2 separate regions of the Mus musculus genome follow, and region 1 is linked to region 2. A link is a contact called in public promoter capture Hi-C data. All regions are on one chromosome and are shown on one strand. Each heading gives the region's core, a stretch centred on a gene start, on an enhancer-like site or on the middle of the called end of the contact. The rest is flanking DNA. Distances are from core to core; before and after follow the strand shown.

What was found. Promoter capture Hi-C pulls out the DNA fragments that hold promoters and counts their contacts.
Region 1: a contact with region 2 is called in a promoter capture Hi-C map of cranial neural crest. The contact joins two enhancer-like sites. A contact is called at or near these places in 2 of 39 promoter capture datasets (cranial neural crest and frontonasal cranial neural crest).

The regions. Positions count from the first base shown.
Region 1 is chr8:8,990,010-8,995,360 of GRCm38.p6, reverse strand. No RefSeq gene overlaps it. Among named protein-coding and RNA genes, the nearest start is that of 4933430N04Rik, 140 kb to the left of the region's middle. Within about 2 kb of position 2,795, at least 72 of the 459 cell types and tissues checked have an H3K27ac peak or open chromatin away from gene starts, as enhancers often do.
Region 2 is chr8:4,675,777-4,680,803 of GRCm38.p6, reverse strand. Gm6410 (a long non-coding RNA gene) reads right to left here. Exons shown (of 2, transcript XR_378684.4): 1 at 2,238-5,027. Among named protein-coding and RNA genes, the nearest start is that of Gm6410, 3.4 kb to the right of the region's middle. Within about 2 kb of position 2,138, at least 411 of the 459 cell types and tissues checked have an H3K27ac peak or open chromatin away from gene starts, as enhancers often do.

The sequences.
Region 1 (5,351 bases), core at 1,546-4,045, 4.3 Mb before region 2:
GTCTCAGGCAATTTGTTGAGTTTCAAATTATTTCAAACTGGGAGCCTATATGTAGGGCAGGTGTCTCTTAAATCCCAAATCATGGGTTGCGTGCTGATGCTTGCCTTCAAAGCTTGGGGGTATTTAGGAAAAAAAAATAGTAACAGCAGTGTTGAGAGGAGGGAGGGAGAGAGGAAGAGAGGGAAAGCCGGGAACTGAGGAGAGAAGATGTGGAGGAGGGAGAGGAGGGCAGAGCGGAAGGAGTTAGAGTGGGGGAAGGGAGGCGGAGCAAGGAACAGATTCATTTCCTGGACCACCTTAAAAGCGTTCTTGGTGTTTTAAGCAACCCACAGGCAAGATCCCGGTTAAAGACTGGTGCTAAATCTTTGAATCAATTAATCAGGAGCCTGCGCAGAGCCACCCTACCCAGCTGCATGGACGGCCCGCAACTCCGGGCTGGGGATTCACCAGTTTGCCTCTGTGGCTGCCCTATTGTCGCGCTTGAAAAGAACATTCCCACAGTGCTGGCTCTAAAAACAATAAACATCGTATGTAAAAAGAAATGACATAACCTTGGCACTGATAAGGAGCGTTTCCCAGGGCTGCGGGGACTGTCTCGGGAGGGGCGACAGGCCACCCCCACTCTGGGGCCTGGGAGGAAGTGTCCAAGGAGGCCTGCTGGGGCCCTTGGGCTGTCCCAGCACAAAGAGCTAGGAGTGGGCAGGTCCCTCCCAGCCTCTGGAAAATCAATCTAAGGAAGTCTGATGCCATGGAACGGTTTCCTGTCCACTGTGTGGGAAATCTAGCTGAGTGCAAGCGCTGGTAACAATGGGACAATATATTATAATAAACAGGAAAAATAGCATTGGCCACGGAAATCAATAGCCTGAGTTCACCAGGCATTCATAAGATTGACAAGTGAATAAATTAAAACCAAAAGGTTAGCACACTGAAAGAGAAGTTAATTTTATGTCCGCCCTGGAGCCCCCTCTTTTGAGGCGCAAATTAAGACTGTGTATAATAAAATGAACATAAAGTCTCGAATTTAAAATAAAGCCTTCCTTAGGACTTACATGGTTAGACAAGCAGAGATTCCTTTACAGGCTCCCCCATGCATGGGTAGTCTCAGTCAGGCTGCATTTGCAACCCCCTCCACAGCGTGACCAAAGACTTATTTAAAGAAATTTCTTGCTTTAAATAAACCTGCTCTCAGCAGCCAACTGTTCCTCCAGGAAGTGATGGGACACCCCAATTCACTGTAGAGGCTTACCCAAGCAGAACCGAATGGAGCAGCCTGCACGCTGCTCTTTAATTTAAAGGAGAGAGGAAAAAGCCACTCGAGGCTCCTCCAAACCCCCAAATAATTATAAACAAGAGAACGTAACTGACTCTAGAGCCCACCTGGGTTAAACAAACAGATCAGCTCACAGTCTTCTGGCTTTGTAGCAGCTTCCCTTTCTTAAAAATGTTTTTAAGTTTGGGCTGTCTCTTAAGCCATAAAACTGCTTTAATTAGAATTCACCCGTGAGCATGGCTTGTGATAAAGTGTTCAATGTACCAAATTCCTTCTGATTACTAATAAAGACACAGCCTTGTTGGGCTGGTGGAGCCACGGGCTGAGGGTTTTTGAGACAATTAATTCTCATCCGGGTTCTGCAGCTGAGTTTCACTACAGGTTTGTTTCTCTAAGTGTGGATCTACCCCAGTTTCTGAGCATTTGTTTGATCATATCAGAGTGCAGTAAACAAGTCTCTGGCGGCAGGTGAGCTATTCCATGGACTATCAAGTTTGACTCAAAAACCGCGGGGAAGTTTTGCTGGGCTTTGAAGATGCTCTGGGGTCATCCCTGGTTTCTCCTGTTTTGTTTGACTGTAGCAGTTTCTGCCCAGGGAGGAGCACTGATGGAATCTATTGTTTAGGGAGTTTGAATGGTTTAGTCTTCAGTATATATTAACTAACCAAGGAGGTGCTGGACACATGACGGTGGATTTATGAAACTGTCCACCTGGGAGCTCATTAAAGCATAAATTCAGGACAGCCAGAGTTTATCTAAAATAACCCCCCTGCTATGTTTTAGGAGGTTGTGGGGAGGTTTATAAATAGCTGACTAGAATCCTTTGATCAGTTTATTATATATAATAAATCCCTAAAATTTTAGAGGGGTGGTGAGAATTTGGGGTTGCTGTTGTACATGTTTTGAGGAGTTTGCCAAGGAGGAGCTAAAAAGTCTAATTAATTAATTAATTTTATTTATTTACTTATTATTCATTTATTATAAACTCAGTAAGCTTATATTTAAGGGAATTCACATGTGACTTCTTCATTGCCCATGAGGGTTATTTATTAAATTAACTCGTTTTTCATTCTATCCTTTGCAGCTGATGAAAGAGAAGGGAAGTATCTGCCATCGCCAGCAGAGGGCAGTAGATCCCAGGGAAATTTCTGCTTACTTAAAAGCTAAAGCTTGCTTTAGTAGGCACAAAAAAAAAAAAAAAAAAAAAAAAGTCCTACCGTGAAAGCTTTTGCCAACATTCTGGCGTCAAAACGCAGGAAGACCTCAGCACTTCCTGGAAAATCCACTCTGTTGTGAACCTTCCCACCCAGGACTCCATATTGTCTAAAGCAGCCAGAAATAGAAATTGACTTCCCCTCCTAGCTCTTGGTTTAATTTAGCATCAACCCACCAAGCAGCAGAAAGGGCTGGGGCTGTATTCTGAAAAAGCACAGGGCGCTTTTGCTCAGTGTTAACAGGCATCATCAGGGCCTGATGTCAGCCAGGCCTGCAGTCAGCAGCCAACAGGAGTATAGCACCTTGGGCTTTGTGTCCGCATCCCCGCGGGAAGCTGACCCTGTTCCCTCCCACAGCAGCATTCTTTCCCTATGGCCTTCTCTGTCCGGGTTTTCGCTGTACATCTGACATCGTGGAAACCTTCTGCCTGATCACCCAGGGCTGAAGGAAACATAAATGCAAGCAAGGCTTCAGGTTCACCCTTGGACCTCAGGTTCTCCTATGAACTTTAACGGAGATGCTGGGTTAGGAAAACATTCTTTCTTAGGGCACAGCCCTTGATTCCCCTGTCTCTTGCAATGGGCAAGGGACGTTTATGAGGGCCTGCCTTGTCTTCCATACTCAGCTCTCCCATGACCTTCCCCTTCACAAATCACAACTGCAAGTCACTGTCCCCACCCCCACCCCTGACTTTTCGTGCCTCTGCTTCTGTCCTTGTTTATGAGTCTCACTTCTTACTGCTCCGGATTTTTCCTTGGTTCGGACTCTTCCAAGGAGAGCGAATCTAAGGGTAAAGGGCAAGGACTAACGTGAGCACCTTGAGCACCGGGAGGGTGTCGTGAAACAAAGGCAGCTGTGCCTTATGTAACTGCAGTCAATCAAATTGACTTCGGTGAGTAGGACTGGGGTAATTTCAGTAATGAGTGGGCTTGCTTTTTAAAAATTCATTGTATTATGAAAAGGAGGGGGGAAAAAACGAGTTTCTGAGTAGCTACCTCTCCCGCTGAAGTCGACATGAACTCTAAGGATTTAAAAGTCTTGTCCTTCTTTTAAAAAAAAAAAAGGATGGCACTTTTGGCTTTAAATGTGTCTTTGGGGTTGTATGTTGGTTTGAACTGAGGGACAACACGAAGCCAGCATTTTCAAATATTCCCAATCAAAGCAGAATAAGAACTCATGTTCTTCAAAGAAATGTTGTGTTGTCATTCTGGTAATGCCTATTTACTTTTAAAGGGAAGAAATTAAAACTAAATAAGGGTCATGCAGTCTCTAAGAGCTACACAAACTCAAACTGTCCAACAAGCAGGATTTCTGGCCCCTACTCCAAAACACTTGGCATCTTTCAGCAAGGTCTCACCCCAGATGAAGACTTCCTGTTTCCCTGAACAAAGGACCTTGGGTGATGATCACCTGGTGGCTGTGTCGGCTTTTGAAAGTCACTGTCAACATTTTCTCTGCTGGTCAGAATCCAGAGGATGCCTGTGTGGGCTTGTTCTGTTTTTCGTGTCCCCAGGCTGTAATTATTTCCACTGATCTCAGGGAGCACACACTAGTTCTCAACCCTCACAGGGGTTTATGGGCCGGGGCCGTAGGAAGTGTCTGGCTGTGACTCAAAAACTTGACCTTCAGGCCAGACTCTGAGAGACGCGCAGCCAAGGAGGCCTGCGCAAGCCCTCATCTTCCATTTCCTAAATAAGCAAGCCTGAAGCTGGAGATGTCTCCCAAAGAGGCTGACTCTCGCCAGATGGTAGGATGGCTGGCCCATGCACCCTTGTCCTAAGCCCAAATTTGTTCATCTTCATTTTCATTGGTCAAGATTTTAACATCTGGGCACCGGATAGAAAAATACACCAGCATTCCTCTGCAGAAGTATGCAAAGAATGAAGCCAAGTCGTCTTGAACCTTCTCCAGGCTAAACAGTCGTGGCTCTCTGTGTCTATGGTGTCATAGCCTACCCCCTGGCTTTGCCAAGGCCATATAGCTCACTCACTAAGTTCTTCGTAACCCACAGCTCTGGGAATTGAGCAGTGTGTTCCATGTGGCCTGGCTAACATGGGCTGATGATGCTGGCTCACCTGTGTCAGCAATGCTAAACCATTTCTGTACACCCCAATGACTTTGAGCAACGGGCTAAAAATAGACACATCTAAGCCCTTTTCTTAGAAACGCATGTTTCTAATGACCCAGAAAACTGCTTTTTAAATAAGCAAACTAACAGGGCCAACGCTGGGCATTTTGAGGAGTTTCTTTAGAGGTCTGGTTCTCATGTGGCATTCATTCTATTTCTTTGGTTCTAGTGTGCTTTAAGACCCATACTGATGTTGATCAACTTGAACATCTCACAAAGACCCTACTAGATACCCCTAACTACAGATACTCAAGTTTAAGTCTAAATCAAAAAATGTTACATTTACTCCTGACAGGTGAAATATAGGTGACCCATTAAATCTGAAGGCTAACACATACACACACACACACACACACACACACTAAGTGAGACTTATTTACATGAAAAAAAAATTATTTAGTGCCTCTCCAAAGCTCAGATGTAACTCTTTGCCCATATTTACCAACTTCAGCAACCCTGCCCTATGGAAATGTCTGGATCTGATTGGTTTTTCTAATCAGGCTTTTCTATGGCCAAGATGTGTTGCGCGCGCTCAACTGGCCAGGAAGAACGACGCTGCTACAGGATCCTTCTGCACACGTTTATTCAGTCCTGTTTCTTCTTTCTCTATATTTCCCTTGTTTATATCTCCCTTGTTTTTATATCTCCCTTGTTTATATCTCCCCCGAACCCTGGGCCTCTCACTCCTTTTATACTCTCTCTCACCGCAGGCCACGCCCCCTCGCCAGTCACGAG
Region 2 (5,027 bases), core at 889-3,388:
TTAGGGTTAGGGCTAAGGTTAGGTCAGGGTTAGTGGTTAGGGTTAGGGGTTAGGGAATAGGGTTGGGTTTAGGGTTTAGGGCTTAGGGTTAGGGTTAAGGGAGGGCCTTTTTTAAAAATTATTTTTTCCCAGCTCTCTCTTGCTCTGGTCACTCACTCACTCACTCTCTCTCTCTAGCTGGTTTGCTGTGGTTTCTATCCCTGCTGGGAGGGAGGGAGGGAGGGAGGGAGGGAGGAAGGAAGCCCAAACTCTTCTGCACTGACTGGCTTCCTTCCTTCCTTCCCTGCTTCCATCCTTCCTTCCTTCTTTTTTTTTTTTTTTAAATTTATTTTAGGTGTGAGGAGGGCACTGTACGCAGATCCCGTGACAGAGGACAGTTGAATTCCAATCCCAGTTGTCCCTTCTTTTCTTATTTTTATTCTTTTTCTTTTTTTTCCTTCTTTTTCTTTTCCTTTTGGCCTTTTTATATATATGTAAATGTATGTATAAATGTATATGTAAATGATATGTAATTGTATATGCAACTGATATGTGTATGTAAATGCACATATGAATAAATTTGCAAATATTCAAATGAGATTTAGATGTGTGGGCGGTGCCTAATTCTGGTGGGCATGGCATTAGAAGGAATGGGCATGGCTGGGTGCAGAGGGTGTGGCCTGAGTGTGGTGAAACTGGCCTAAAGAATTATGGGTGGGCGTGGTCTGGATAGGATTGGTGTGGCATTAGGAAGTATGGGTGTGTCCTGACCAATTGAGGGCATTGTTGTTGAATAGTGGGAGTAGACTGAAGATCTGTGGGTGTTTTCTGTAGTGGAAGTGTCCTAAAGGAGTATGGGCATGGTCTGAGAGTAGTGGGTGTGCCCTGAAGGAGGATGGGCGTGGTCTCAGAGTAGTGTGCTTGGCCTAAAGGAGGGTGGGCATGTTCTGAAGCTGCATGGGCATGGCCTAAATGAGGGTGGGCGTGGCATTTGAAAGCATGGGCATGAATATCATTTGCATATTTGCTTATTCACATATGCATTTACATGTACACTTGCGTGCACATTGCATATACAATTACATATCATTTGTATGTGCATTTATAAATACATTTACATATATGAAAAGACCAAAAGACAACTGGGATAATTCCCACAGTGACTCGCAACTGAGGATAGCCACGTGGGTAGGGTGTCCTCCTCAAACCTAACATGAAGAAACAAAAAAAAGATTCAGAAGTCAGCCAGTCCTTCTCAGTGACTATGTAAATGTCTATGTAAATTTGTGGATGTGTCCTCGCTGTCTATGTAAATGTCTATGTGTATTTGTGGTTGTGTTCTGAGTAACTATGTAAATGTCTACATAAATATCTCTGTAAATTTGTGGGCATGTTCTCAGTGTCTATGTAAATGTCTATGTGGGCGGGCCTACCAATGTGTGGGCAGGCCTAAAGATGTGTGGGAGTGGCCTAAAGATGTCTGGGCGGGCCCAAAGATGTTATGGAGTGGCCTAAAAGTGTCTGGGCGGGCCTAATTTGAGGTGTGTTCTGTCTCTGTAAATTTGGGGGCGTGTTCTAACTGTCTATGTAAATGTATATGTAAATTTGGGGGCGTGTTCTGACTATGTAAGTGTCCTAAAGATGTGTGAGAGGAGCCTGAGTGTAGTGGGAGGATCCTAAGGATGTGTGGGAGGGGCCTGAATGTAGTGGGAAGGTCCTAAAGATGTGTGGGAGTGTCCTAAAATGTGTGGGAGGGGCCTGAGTATAGTGGGCGGGTCCTAAAGATGTGTGGGAGTGTCATAAAGACGTGTGGGAGGGGCCTGAGTGTAGTGAGAGGGTCCTAAAGATGTGTAGGAGTGGCCTAAAAAAGTGTGGTAGGGGCCTGAGTGTAGTGGGAGGGCCTAAAGATGTGTGGGAGGGGGCTGAGTGTACTGGGAGGGCCTAACGTTGTGTGGGAGGGGCCTGAGTATAGTGGAAGTGTCCAAAAGATGTGAGTGTCCTAAAGATGTGTGTGAGTTGCCTAAGGATGTGTGGAAGAGGCATAAAGCCCTGTGGGCATAGCCTGAGTGTTGTGGGCGGGGCCTAAAGTCCTGTAGTAGTGGCCTGAGAGTATTGGGCAGGGCATGAAGCTGTGTAGGCTTGGCCTGAGTGTAATGGGTGTGGCTTGAGTGTAGTGGGAACAGCATTAAAGCCGTGTGGGCGTGATCTAGGTGTAGTGGGTGTGACATAAAGACGTGTCGGCAGCGGCTGTGACCTACCACGTCACGGCGGCTGTGGGAACGGAGGCGTCTGACTGACATTGGGGTCACCGAGCGACCGGGGCGCATGGGTCGCGGCAGTTACCGTTGGGACGGGGAAACCCCGGCCTCGGCGTCAAAGTCTACGTCAGTGGGCGTGGCAGTGCGCGCACACCTCGATGATGCCGGCTCTGACGTCACAGGAGTCAGAACGCGGAAGCGGGCTCAGGAACCGAATTCACTGTCTGTCTTCAGCTGAGGCGGAATTTACAGCAGGTGTAAGAGTGAGGCAGGGGGATTCCTGTGAGTAAGGAAGGAACTGAGGCAGGGGGATGACCGTGACTGCACGGACCTGAGACAACAGGAGAGAGACTTCCGGTACGCAGCAGGAAGCCCCGCCCGCTTGGCCTTGACTGAGGCAGGGGCTTGCGCTTTATTTTTCTTTTCTCAATATATAAACAAACGCAGTGATGTAGCCGCCCCCTCCGCCTGTCAATCACCGTCTCCGCCCACTGAGCTGTGCTCGCCAATCAGAGAAAAACCTCGCGGGGCTCAGAGGACCCAAACCCGGGACTGGGACAGAATTACGACTCCTAGCATGCCTAGGGGCTACCGCCACCTCACTTCCTGTGGCAAACAGGAGATCCCGCGCGAGGAGGGAAGTAACTACAACTCCCAGCATGCACTAGAATTATTGAACCATAACTTTCTGCGCCAGACAGGATGTGCCTCCGGCCCGGACAGGAAGTCCGATCGGTCTGCTGCGGCCGCAGGGGTTGATGGGAGATGCAGTCCAGTCAGGAAGCTTCGCCTCATGCGTGCCCCGTCCTGCTCGCTGTTTCCGGTCGTACCGAATGGCACCGTGACTGACGGCACGGAGAGGCTTCCAGTGGGCGGCGGGAGCCCCTCTGCGGCGGCGGCTGAGGAGCGAAGCGGGAGCGGGAAACGGAATCACTGTCTGCAGCTGAGGCACGGGGCGGGGGATGACAGCGGGTGTGAGAGTGAGGCAGGGGGATTCCCGTGAATAAAGGAGCTGAGGCAAGGCCATGACAGCAACTGCACTGACATGAGATGGTAGGAAGCCCCGCCCGCTGGCCAGTGACTGACGGCACGGGTTTCCAATCCCCGGTCATTGAACGGCAGGGGGGGCGTGTCGAGGCGGAGAAACCGCGGAACGGAGGAATATTCGAGGACGGGGAATCTGCGCATGCACTGCTGCGCCGGCGGGCTAGAGGACCGGAAGTCCAGGCTGCGGTTCCGCTACCACGCGAATTCTCATGCCACCCATACATTCAACATTTGGTCTCTGTCCCTAAATCACATAACATACAGCAGACACATCTGCTGTTCAATGTTAAGCTACTTTGCAAGCATGGTGGGTTTATATTTTTAATTTTATTATTTTGGATTTTGTTGTTCGAGATAAAAATTTCTCTGTGAAACCCTTTCTGACCTGTTAGTAGGTACAGACACATCAGCCACCTATCATGTTTTTGTACGATAAGCATATGCTTTTGTGCTAAGGAAGCTTCTTAAGAATACCATCTTGTTTAAGATTTACATGAGGAAAAAGGAATTAGATGGGAGACATCTCTGAAGTCAGGAGAAAGATGAAGAAACTACGAAGTCAGCAGAAGCATCATACAATGTGGCACACTCAGGAGAAGTCTAATCAAACTGTGCTGCACAAGAGGAACTCAGTGTAAATGAAAAACATTTCTGGCCGAGCCTCTCGTGGCCTTGGGACTGATAACCACAGCCCCATATGGTAGGAAGAGTTGTGCTCTCAGAATCTGATTCAACCCCTCCCCCTCCAAAGGCCCTGGCCCCACACCATTACCAGCACTCCCAAGCACATTCCTGGTTTTAGGAAACGAGCTCTGTTTTATCTCTACACCCAGACCTCTAGGTAAGCATCCAAGGAGCCAGCTGAGTAAGCCCGAGGCTGTGACTGGCTTCGCCAAGCGTGTTCCTGGGTTTCAGAAGGAGCTAGGTCATGCTCCAGACATGGGGACCTCAGGGAAAGTGTAGCTTGACCAGGCCAGTATGCAATACAACAGAGATTTCTTTCCTTTTCTTTTTTCCCTTTTTGGCATGGTTGTCATCTTACCCATGTGGCAGAACTATGCCTTTCTCAAGAAGAAAACTGAACCTTTATGGCACACCAGGCCTTGTTGATTGTGATTCTATAATGCCCCATTGAGCAGATGGATAGAGGCCTGCTCTTTGATAAGGAGGTGGGCCTAGTGGCTGGTTGTAAATTAAGTTTGATTCCTTTGTTATGGTTTGGAGCCATATTTCTGGGCAATCCTGTTGAACAAGCATGTGTATGCTAGCATCCTAAACTCAAACTGCACTGGTTAGCACATTACTTATTTGTGGGATGTTTTACAGGCAGTGCACCCTCAGCTAAATTCTACTTGCTGTGCCTTTCTATCCCCTAAGCTTTCGTAAATCCATTACAACATAAGTTCTACTCTTTTAAATCACAGCTTGACATTGGATTGCTACCCAGCACATGACATGCCTTTTACAACCTCCACAAAATTAACTCCAAATGGATTGTCCACCTTCATGTGAAATGCTAAGATCAGAACTTGTAGAAACTAGGACTCTCCGAGTTTGGGATCATGCCAAGAATTTTCTACACACAAGCCAAATGCTCTGCACAGTTGCAGCTCCCACAGTGAAGTTATTCATAAGTTAAGGCTGGGTCCAGCAAGTGGCTAGGACCTCAGGGGACCTCACATGTGGCCGCCGATTCCCACTCAGTCCCGGGAAAGGCCCAACACAGCAGCTCGCAATGCTCAG